Linked DNA regions of Mus musculus: region 2 is linked to region 1. Evidence: chromatin contacts called from public ChIA-PET data. All regions are on one chromosome and are shown on one strand. The core of a region is the stretch at or near the end of the contact, and the rest is flanking DNA. Distances in the headings are between cores, read along the strand shown.

The links. ChIA-PET counts read pairs in DNA pulled down with a chosen protein or histone mark.
Region 2: an RNA polymerase II ChIA-PET map of effector CD8 T cells shows a contact between it and region 1, with 44 read pairs. The contact joins the promoter of Ppm1g here to the promoter of Gpn1 in region 1. A contact is called at or near these places in 11 of 39 promoter capture datasets (the 3T3-L1 cell line, cranial neural crest, embryonic stem cells and 5 more), 1 of 484 Hi-C or Micro-C datasets (Sertoli cells), 6 of 115 datasets of contacts at active chromatin or transcription factors (the 230-238 cell line, the SCID.adh cell line, bone marrow-derived macrophages and 2 more) and 2 of 9 other capture datasets (adipose tissue and liver).

Annotation. Positions count from the first base shown.
Region 1 is chr5:31,493,074-31,497,191 of GRCm38.p6, forward strand. Gpn1 (GPN-loop GTPase 1) reads left to right here and starts at 1,668. Exons shown (of 14, transcript NM_133756.5): 1 at 1,668-1,810; 2 at 2,445-2,538. The coding sequence starts at 1,700.
Region 2 is chr5:31,218,390-31,222,507 of GRCm38.p6, forward strand. Ppm1g (protein phosphatase 1G (formerly 2C), magnesium-dependent, gamma isoform) reads right to left here and starts at 2,156. Exons shown (of 10, transcript NM_008014.3): 1 at 1,914-2,156. The coding sequence starts at 2,033.

The DNA of each region.
Region 1 (4,118 bases), core at 418-2,917:
CAAAGCTTGCTTTTCTTTTTCTCCTCCTCCTCCTCTTCCTCCTCTTCTGCTTTTGTAGAAAAGTAGGGAGGAGATCCAAGGTCATCGGAGAATCTCCCCATACAAAGCTTCAACTTGCCAAATTGCTGATGCCACAGCCAGGAGTTGGGTCAGTAATTACAGGTGTTTACAGCCAATCTTTCCAACCTGAATTCCATCTCTGAGACTCACATGGTGGGGAGTGAACTAACTGAACTGTATGGGTACTGCCAGAAAAATAATGTTACCTGAATCCCTGCCAGAAAGTAACACAAGCCAGACAGTGGTGCCCAGAGAGGGCCTGAGTCAGGAAAGGAGAATCACTATCCATTTGGTATGGTACGTTGCTCACTGATCCTGGAGCTCATTAATTTGGCTAAGCTAGCTGGCCACTGAGCTCCAGGGATTCTCCCATCTCTAGCTCCCTAGCACTGGGATTATAGGCACAATCCACAATGCCTGGGCTTTTATGTGAGGGCAGGGGTCTGAATTCTGGCCCTTAAGTTTGTGCAGCAAGCACCTTACTAACTGAGCCCTCTCCACAGCCTGCACATGTCATAATAAAATGAGATATCTATGTATAGATATATACAAACTTTTTGTTCTTTAAGAGTTTTATCCACGGGGGCTGGTGAGATGGCTCAGCGGGTAAAAGCACCCGACTACTCTTCCGAAAGTCCGGAGTTCAAATCCCAGCAACCACATGGTGGCTCACAACCACCCATAATGAGATCTGACTCCCTCTTCTGGAGTGTCGGAAGACAGCTACAGTGTACTTACATATAATAAATAAATAAATCTTAAAAAAAAAAAAAAGAGTTTTATCCACTTTCCAAGAATGTCAACAAAACCCAGGGCCACCCTTGACTCCTAGCCCTTTACCTCACTCTTAAAGGGGACTTTTTAGGAGTTTTCTGGTTCCCTTGAGCCTTTGGTTCACCATCTTTTCTTCTTCCCTTGGACAAATAGCCATACAGATGAGCAAATAAGACATTGGTCACAGTCTCTGTCATACAGGGCTTTCCCTCATGAGGTTCGTCTCCCTTCCTCTACCCATATCTTCCGGTATTAATTATTCAGCCACACTTCAGCCACAAACGCTGTAAGGTTCTTTAGTCCCCTTTGCATTAGGCAATGATTGCCAGAAAATGTATCTTCCTCTGTTAAAGTACAGTATTCATGCTATCTTTCAAGTGTTACGCTAATTTTTACCTAATATTTTCTAGAACATAATGACGTTTAATTTTTTTCTTCTTCTTCTTAGACAATAAAATAAAAGGTAGAGCAACACCTTTGTTATAGGATCCTGACAGATCCTGGCTTGGGAATCCCACCTCATTACTCCCTTGGGGACACGAGCTTAACCCTTTCCGGGTCCTATCTCACTCCTGTCAACCCTTCCTGGTTCCCTACACTACCCCTCACTTGTGCAAAGCCACTATAGCATCAAAGTGACCCCTGCAAGTCAGATGCCAAAAGCCGGTCAGGCACCCACTGCAGTAGGTTCGAGCGGTTTGGATAGTCTGGCCAATCGCAACCCTAAACTCAGAGAGGCCGGATCGTTCGACCAATCGTAGCCCTGTACGCAAGAGGACGGATTTTCCTACCAATCGCAGCCCGGAATTCAGAGAGCCCGCAGGCCGCCGGGCGATCCCTGAGTGGTGGGCGTGGCTGAGGAAAGATGGCGGCGCCCGTGGCTCCATCCGAACCCCAGGCTTCCCGGGCTCCTCAGCCCCCCGTGTGTCTGTTGGTGTTGGGAATGGCGGGATCCGGGAAAACTACCTTTGTACAGGTGACGTGCACCGTGCAGAAGCGGTAGTGGCGCCTCAGGCCCGGGAAGAAGGGAGGAAGTTGTCTGGGGAATCTGCGGGTCCGGGCGCGTGGTTTTCTCGAGCTGTCCTCTGACTCCTTTCCTTCCCGAAGCCTCGAACCCTAGCCTGGGTCACTTGAGGCCGGCTCCTGGGCAACCTTAATGCACACTTGGTACAGCTGAACTTGTCTTGCTGCGAATTGGCAGCTTTCCGAAGGCCCGGGCCTAAAGAGTAGGGGAGTGTAACGTCTACTACTCTGGTTTGCGTGAAGAGTTGTGAAAGAATCACTTCGTTCGACCTACCACGTTCTAAGCTCTGAGAGTACAGCGGCAATGAGATCGACAGGGTTCTTGCTTTCACGGAGTGAGTGTTTTAGTGGAGGAGACAGAGGAAGAAAACCCTTGGAGGGGCAGAGTTAGCGAAGCCGTGACGGAGAATAGGGAGACAGGTACTGGAACTAGATGGCTTTTTAAACTCTTCAGTGTTGAACACGCTGAGGGAAGAAGGAGATTGTTACAGATTTTATAAGCATGGTCAGTAAAGGGATGGGAATTCTCGGGGCCCGTTCCTATCCTTTGGTCATCACCCTCCAACCCTGGCTCCTTGTTTTTGCAGAGGCTCACAGGACACCTGCACAACAAAGGCTGTCCACCGTATGTAATCAACCTGGACCCAGCTGTGCATGAAGTCCCCTTTCCCGCCAATATTGGTGAGTGCCTGCCTGCCTGCTTGCTTGATTTCCTTTTCTTGTCTTTTCTTTCTAAGCTAGCTAACTATGTACTTTTCTTTTCTGTGGATTTGCCTGAGTTCCGGAACAGGCTTCTTGCTTATGCAGATTTATCCCTCTTATGCACTATCCCCGCTCACCTCTCTCTCATGCCCTCGGTGTGTGAAACCGTTGAATTGGTTTGAGAATGAGACATGACATTAGGTCGGGCTGTCACCTGACACGTGAATCCTTTGGTTTCTTTTGTCAGAGTTTATAAGATTTGCTGTAATTCACTTTATAGGCAGGTTCCTTCCATTTCCAAAGTTGTGTGTGTGGGGTGTGTGTGTAAGAATATGCACTGTTCTGAGGAGAGCTTTCTGATTGAGACTATCAAAAAGATTTAAGTATTGGTGTGATCCAAGGGAGCCTGAGGCAGAATATTTAGAGTTCAGAGTCAGTCCGACTTGCATAGCCAGACCTCGTTTGGAAAAGAAAAGGTGGGCGTGGGGGTAGATTTGTTATCAAAGTGTCTGTGATCCACTAACAGGGCTCTTGGATGTCCAGGCTTCCTGACTCCTAGGCCTTAACTGTCAGGGCTAGGGTATGAAGCTTTCTTACCCCAAATACACAAATTGGGTAGGGAATCTTGTTTTGAGAATCATAGGTTAGGTCAGGCGGTGATGGCTCACGCCTTTAATCCTAGCACTCAGGAGGAAGACACAGGCAGATCAGTTCTAAGACTGCCAGGGCTACACAGAGAAACAAGAACAAACAACAACAACAACAAAAATCATTGATCATTTTGGGATTATAGGGCAACAAATTTTCTATTTAAACTAGAGGATAAATATGTGATATTATTAATTTACAGACTGGTGGGTAGGTTTGTTTTTATTCATTTTTATTTAATGTGTATGGGTGTTTTGCCACATGCGTGTCTGCGTCTGTGTGTGTCTGGTTCCTGCAGAGGCCAGAAGAGGGCACCAGGACCCCTGGAACTGGATCTACAGAGAGTTGTGAGCTGCCCTGTGAGTGCTGGGAACTGAATCTGGGTCCTCTACAAGAGCTTCAAGTGCTCTTAATCACTGAGCATCTCCAACCCCTGGGGGGTAGGTTGTAGTCGTTCTTAGTAGACAGGCTTATAGTTCCGATGTCTGTGAATTGCCGTCATTACCATGCAGCCACTAGTAAGAAGTCTTTGCTTATTTTGTTTTTGTATGTTGGTATTCCTGTGCATATGCCCACTGCCACTGAAATTGTCCAAAACCTGTAATGTTGTTCTAGACAGTATCTATCATAGCTAAGAGCTTTTGGCCTAACCTTTTCTTTGTTTGAGACAAGGTCTCTCTGTGTGGTCCTGACTGTCTTGGAATTGCTCTAGATTAGGCCAGTCTTGAACTCACAGAGATCCACTTGCCTCTGTCTCCTGAGCCCTCGGATTAAAGGTGTTTGCCACCACGCCCTGGAGCGAAACATTCTTCCTGGGGTACTACTTGGCAGTTATCTTTAGTCAGGAAGAAAGTGTGGAGGAAGGGATAAGAAAATGCTGGTAAGATACGGTGGCACTTGTACAATCTCAG
Region 2 (4,118 bases), core at 906-3,405, 270 kb before region 1:
TATGAGATGAGAATAAAAGAACCCCATAGCCTAACCCAAACACCAGCCAGACTAACTTTATGGCTTTTCTTCCACCACCACCCTCCCCAACCCCCACTGCACTTGAAAGAACTAGTTATCAGCAGAGGCCAGAAGAGGGCACCGGATTCAACCACGGGTTTTTTTTTTTTTTCTTCCGAGACAGGGTTTCTCTGTAGCCTTGGCTGTCCTGGAACTCACTCTGTAGACCAGGCTGGCCTCGAACTTGGCTGTCCTGGAACTCACTCTGTAGACCAGGCTGGCCTCGAACTCAGAAATCCGCCTGCCTCTGCCTCCCAAGTGCTGGGATTAAAGGTGTGCACCACCACGCCCGGCTTTTTTTTTTTTTTTTTTTTTTTTTGAACCACAGGTTGTTGGAACCTCCTTGACATGGGTGGGCACTGAGAATCACACTCTGGTCCCCTGTAAGAACAGCAAGTTGCACTTAGCCACCCCCAAGGCTTTCCTTCTGAAGCTATACTATACCCAGGTATCTCTAACTTTACCCAGTCATTACTACAGCATGCCACTGAGAAATATGAAAGCTGTGCTTCATCTTGACACCTATATAAGAACAGCTCCTATTGTCTTGAACACCTTAATACAATTCTTTGTATCAAGGTACAAGTACCCTAATCTTTCTAGGCCTCAATTTCCAAGCCATTAAATGTGGGCACTGAGCCAAATGAATAGGACCCTCTCCTTGCTGAAATTATTTATCTAGATTCTGCTGGATCTAGATAATGCTAGAGCCATAATCAAAAGCTGGTGAAAATAGCTTTTGAGTCTGAGAACAAACCATTTAGGTTCACACTGTCATTCCAGAGCTAACCACAGGGAGGAGCGAGGGAATTTGAGAGAAAAAAAAAAAAAAAAAAAAAAAAAAAACACCAAGGGAAACTATTTGGCTGTTACCTGTAGCCCACCTACTAACTGGATAAACCCTCGATTCCAGACATAATTAGAACTTTTCACTAGTCCCTTAGACTTCACACAAAATTGCTCAAAGACACCTATTCCCTGTTCATTGTAGTTTCACATCCATTTGCTCAACACTGTCAATCCAAATGATTGCTTTCCCTTTCATCCAAAGTGGACTTTTCTTTTCTTTTTAAAAGTTATTCGTAGATGGTGACAAAAAAGGATTGATGACAAGACTGAAAATCGAGTATACTAAATTATATGCAGAGGAAAATGACAACTCAGTAAGTTTTAAAGAAATCGAGTAAGAAAAAAAATTACAAGCATATTTCAAAAAATAAAAAATAAAAGCAAGCCTAGTGACAGACACGATTCCTTTCCTAAAGATCATAAAAGATTTCGAAAAGAATACGAACGAGTGACAATTCTCGAAGGTCAAGCGGGGCTTCTGAAATTAACATGAGGTGTCTAAGGCTAAAAGCAACTGAGGGTTAAGAATGGAAAGCACATTATTACCCGGGCTCCTTTTCGCCATCAAGTTTGTAGCCCCAAGAGGCCTGCCACATTACATATTTCAAGAATAAAAACGAACCAGTCATTCACATCTATTCGACCAATAAGCGAACAAATAACGAGTCTTCCCTCTTCCCTCTGACAACCCCATGCCGCTGGAAAAGCTGGAGGGCTGGGCTGGCACCAGAGGATGGCGCGAAGGTACGGAGAGACGGCGGCCAGTAGGCGGAAGGTGCCTCTTCTCACATGGCAGGGCTCCCGCAGCCACTAGCCATCAGGCCGCGGTCCCCAAGCTCTAGCCGCTCCCTCTCCGCCCGGATCCCGCGCTCGCCGCCGCCTCCCGCACCGTGGCTGCAGGCTCTCGTCAGGGACCCCTGCTTGAGGAGAACCCCATCCCCCTCGCTCCCTTTCTCTGTCAGGTTCCTGCCATGCAGTGGCCAGCCGCTGGGGCCCTGTCTCACCTCCATGGAGACGCGCCAGCCTTGCATGGCGGAGAAGCCGTAGGGCAGCGGGAGCCGCGGGGCGCCAACCCCGTCCCCGGAGCACTTCACCGTGTTGGGCTGAGAGAGGTAGGCACCCATGGCGGCGGATGGCTGGCTACCTGAGGAACAGGTAAGCGGGACGCGACCCTTGCCGGCGCCGGAGCCGGGGCCCCTGGGGGCGCGCGTGGCAAGGAGCGGGCCCGGCTGCGCAGTCGACGCAAGGTGCCGGCGAAAGGCGCGAGGCCGGCTAGGAGGCGGTAACGGGACAGGAGCGGGGAGAGGGCGGAAGCGGAAACCGCGCTGCTCCAGGCCCCGCCCTACTGGCGCGGTGAGCCGCTGCGGGCGGTCATTTCCTTAGCAACTCGCCCCGCCCTCGGGGACAACGGCCCGCCCAACCGCCGCTCCCGCGAGACTGGTTGCCACGCCCACCAACGGCTGGGGCTGGAGGGAGCCATGGCGATGTGCGGCCATCTCCACGCTGACCGTGCTTTAGCACGGGGCTCTGGTCTCAGCAGTTTTTGCCTGAAGTCTCTATTGTGTGGGACCTGGGGCTTCCAGTTGCGTTCTGCGGTTTTGTCAGCCCTGTCCCTCCCTCTCTCCCTCCACGCCCTCAGATTCCGACAAACCCCGCCGGATTCGGTTCAATTAAAGTTGACTAGCGTTTGTACTGCGCTTCCGCGGTCTTTGGCCAGGCTCTGTGAGGCCTGTACTGACAAAGGAAAACGGAGACCTAGGTCTGTGGAAAAATTCGAATTAATACAGGGTAGAAACTGTTTGGTGCAGTGCTGGGTGAGGCGAGAGCAAAGAGGCGGGAACGAGCTGCTTATCGCCAATGTAGATTTAAGACCCTCGGAGAAGGTGCCTGAGGGTGGCGTTTAGCCACGGGAGAAGGGAATACGGATACAAGGCTGGAGGACTGAGGAAAGTGTAAACTACATTGGGCTGGCTTATTGAGGAAGCTGGCTGGCCTCTTTGTGGAGAGCGATTCTAAGTAGGAACAGATCTAGCGATGGATGGATGGCCTAGCATCAAGATGGGTAATGTGGTCGTCATTGTGGTGGTGCCTGTTTTGCGTTTGTTAGTCTAATTCTGTGTGCACTGGACACCAGAGGAAGAGTCTGGCGGGTACTGTAACTGGTTAGAATGCTCTTAATCTGAACGTGATGAACTAAGGACTGGGGTGCTGGCCACGGGTAGTTAGGGTTGGAGGGACAATCCAGCAGGTTCTTTTCATTATATGGATTATATATAACGGAAAGGAGTAATTTCCTGAAAGTAAAAGAAAATCAACTCATTGGAAAGAACTGGGGACTAGAGAGCTGGCTCAGAGGTTAAGAACACTGGTAGCTCTTCCACATTAGCGGGGTTCAATTCCAGCACCAACATGGCTGTCTATAACTCTGGTTCCAAGGAACCAGACGCCCTCTTCTGGCACTAGGCGTCCAAGTGGTGCACAGACATAATACATGCAGGCAAAACACACATGCATAAATTTTAAATAAATAACAAAAAACTAAGCCCAGCATTATAGCTCATTGCCAGTAATTCCAGCACTTAAGAGGCTGAGGCAAGATCACAAATCCCAGGTTTCAGGACAACTTGGGCTATAGAATTAGACCCTCAACTCATAAGCAAATCCCAGAATTACAGTTCTTCTGTCCAATATTTTTTAAAGATTTATTTTTATATGTATTTTGTATGTATACTTTATATGAGTACACTGTCGCAGTCTTCAGACACACCAGAAAAGGGCATCCGATCTCTTTACAGATGGTTGTGAGCCTCCATGTGGTTGCTGGGTATTGAACTCAGAACCTCTGGAAGAGCAGTTAGTGCTCTTAACTGCTGAGCCATCTCCAGCTCAAATTTCTTAATTATCAGAAATCACTAAAATTGGTCCTCTCCACAACCTTCTGTATTTCCGTAATAACTCAGTTCATCAGTCAGCCTTCTTGTGCCCCCCAAGGCTTGCTTTCACCCACCAAATACAACTCTCCACCCACCTTACTTGGTGGGAACTTCTCCAGGCTGCTTCAGGATCTCCCTATCCCCTGCAGAAGTTTGGATCCCCATTAATCTTTCCTGTGTCCCCATTGTTCCTCGAATACTGTGTGTGCTAAATCTTAAATGTCTGTTGAATTCATAAATGCATAAATGGTACCAAGGCTTTGACTTTGGATGGCA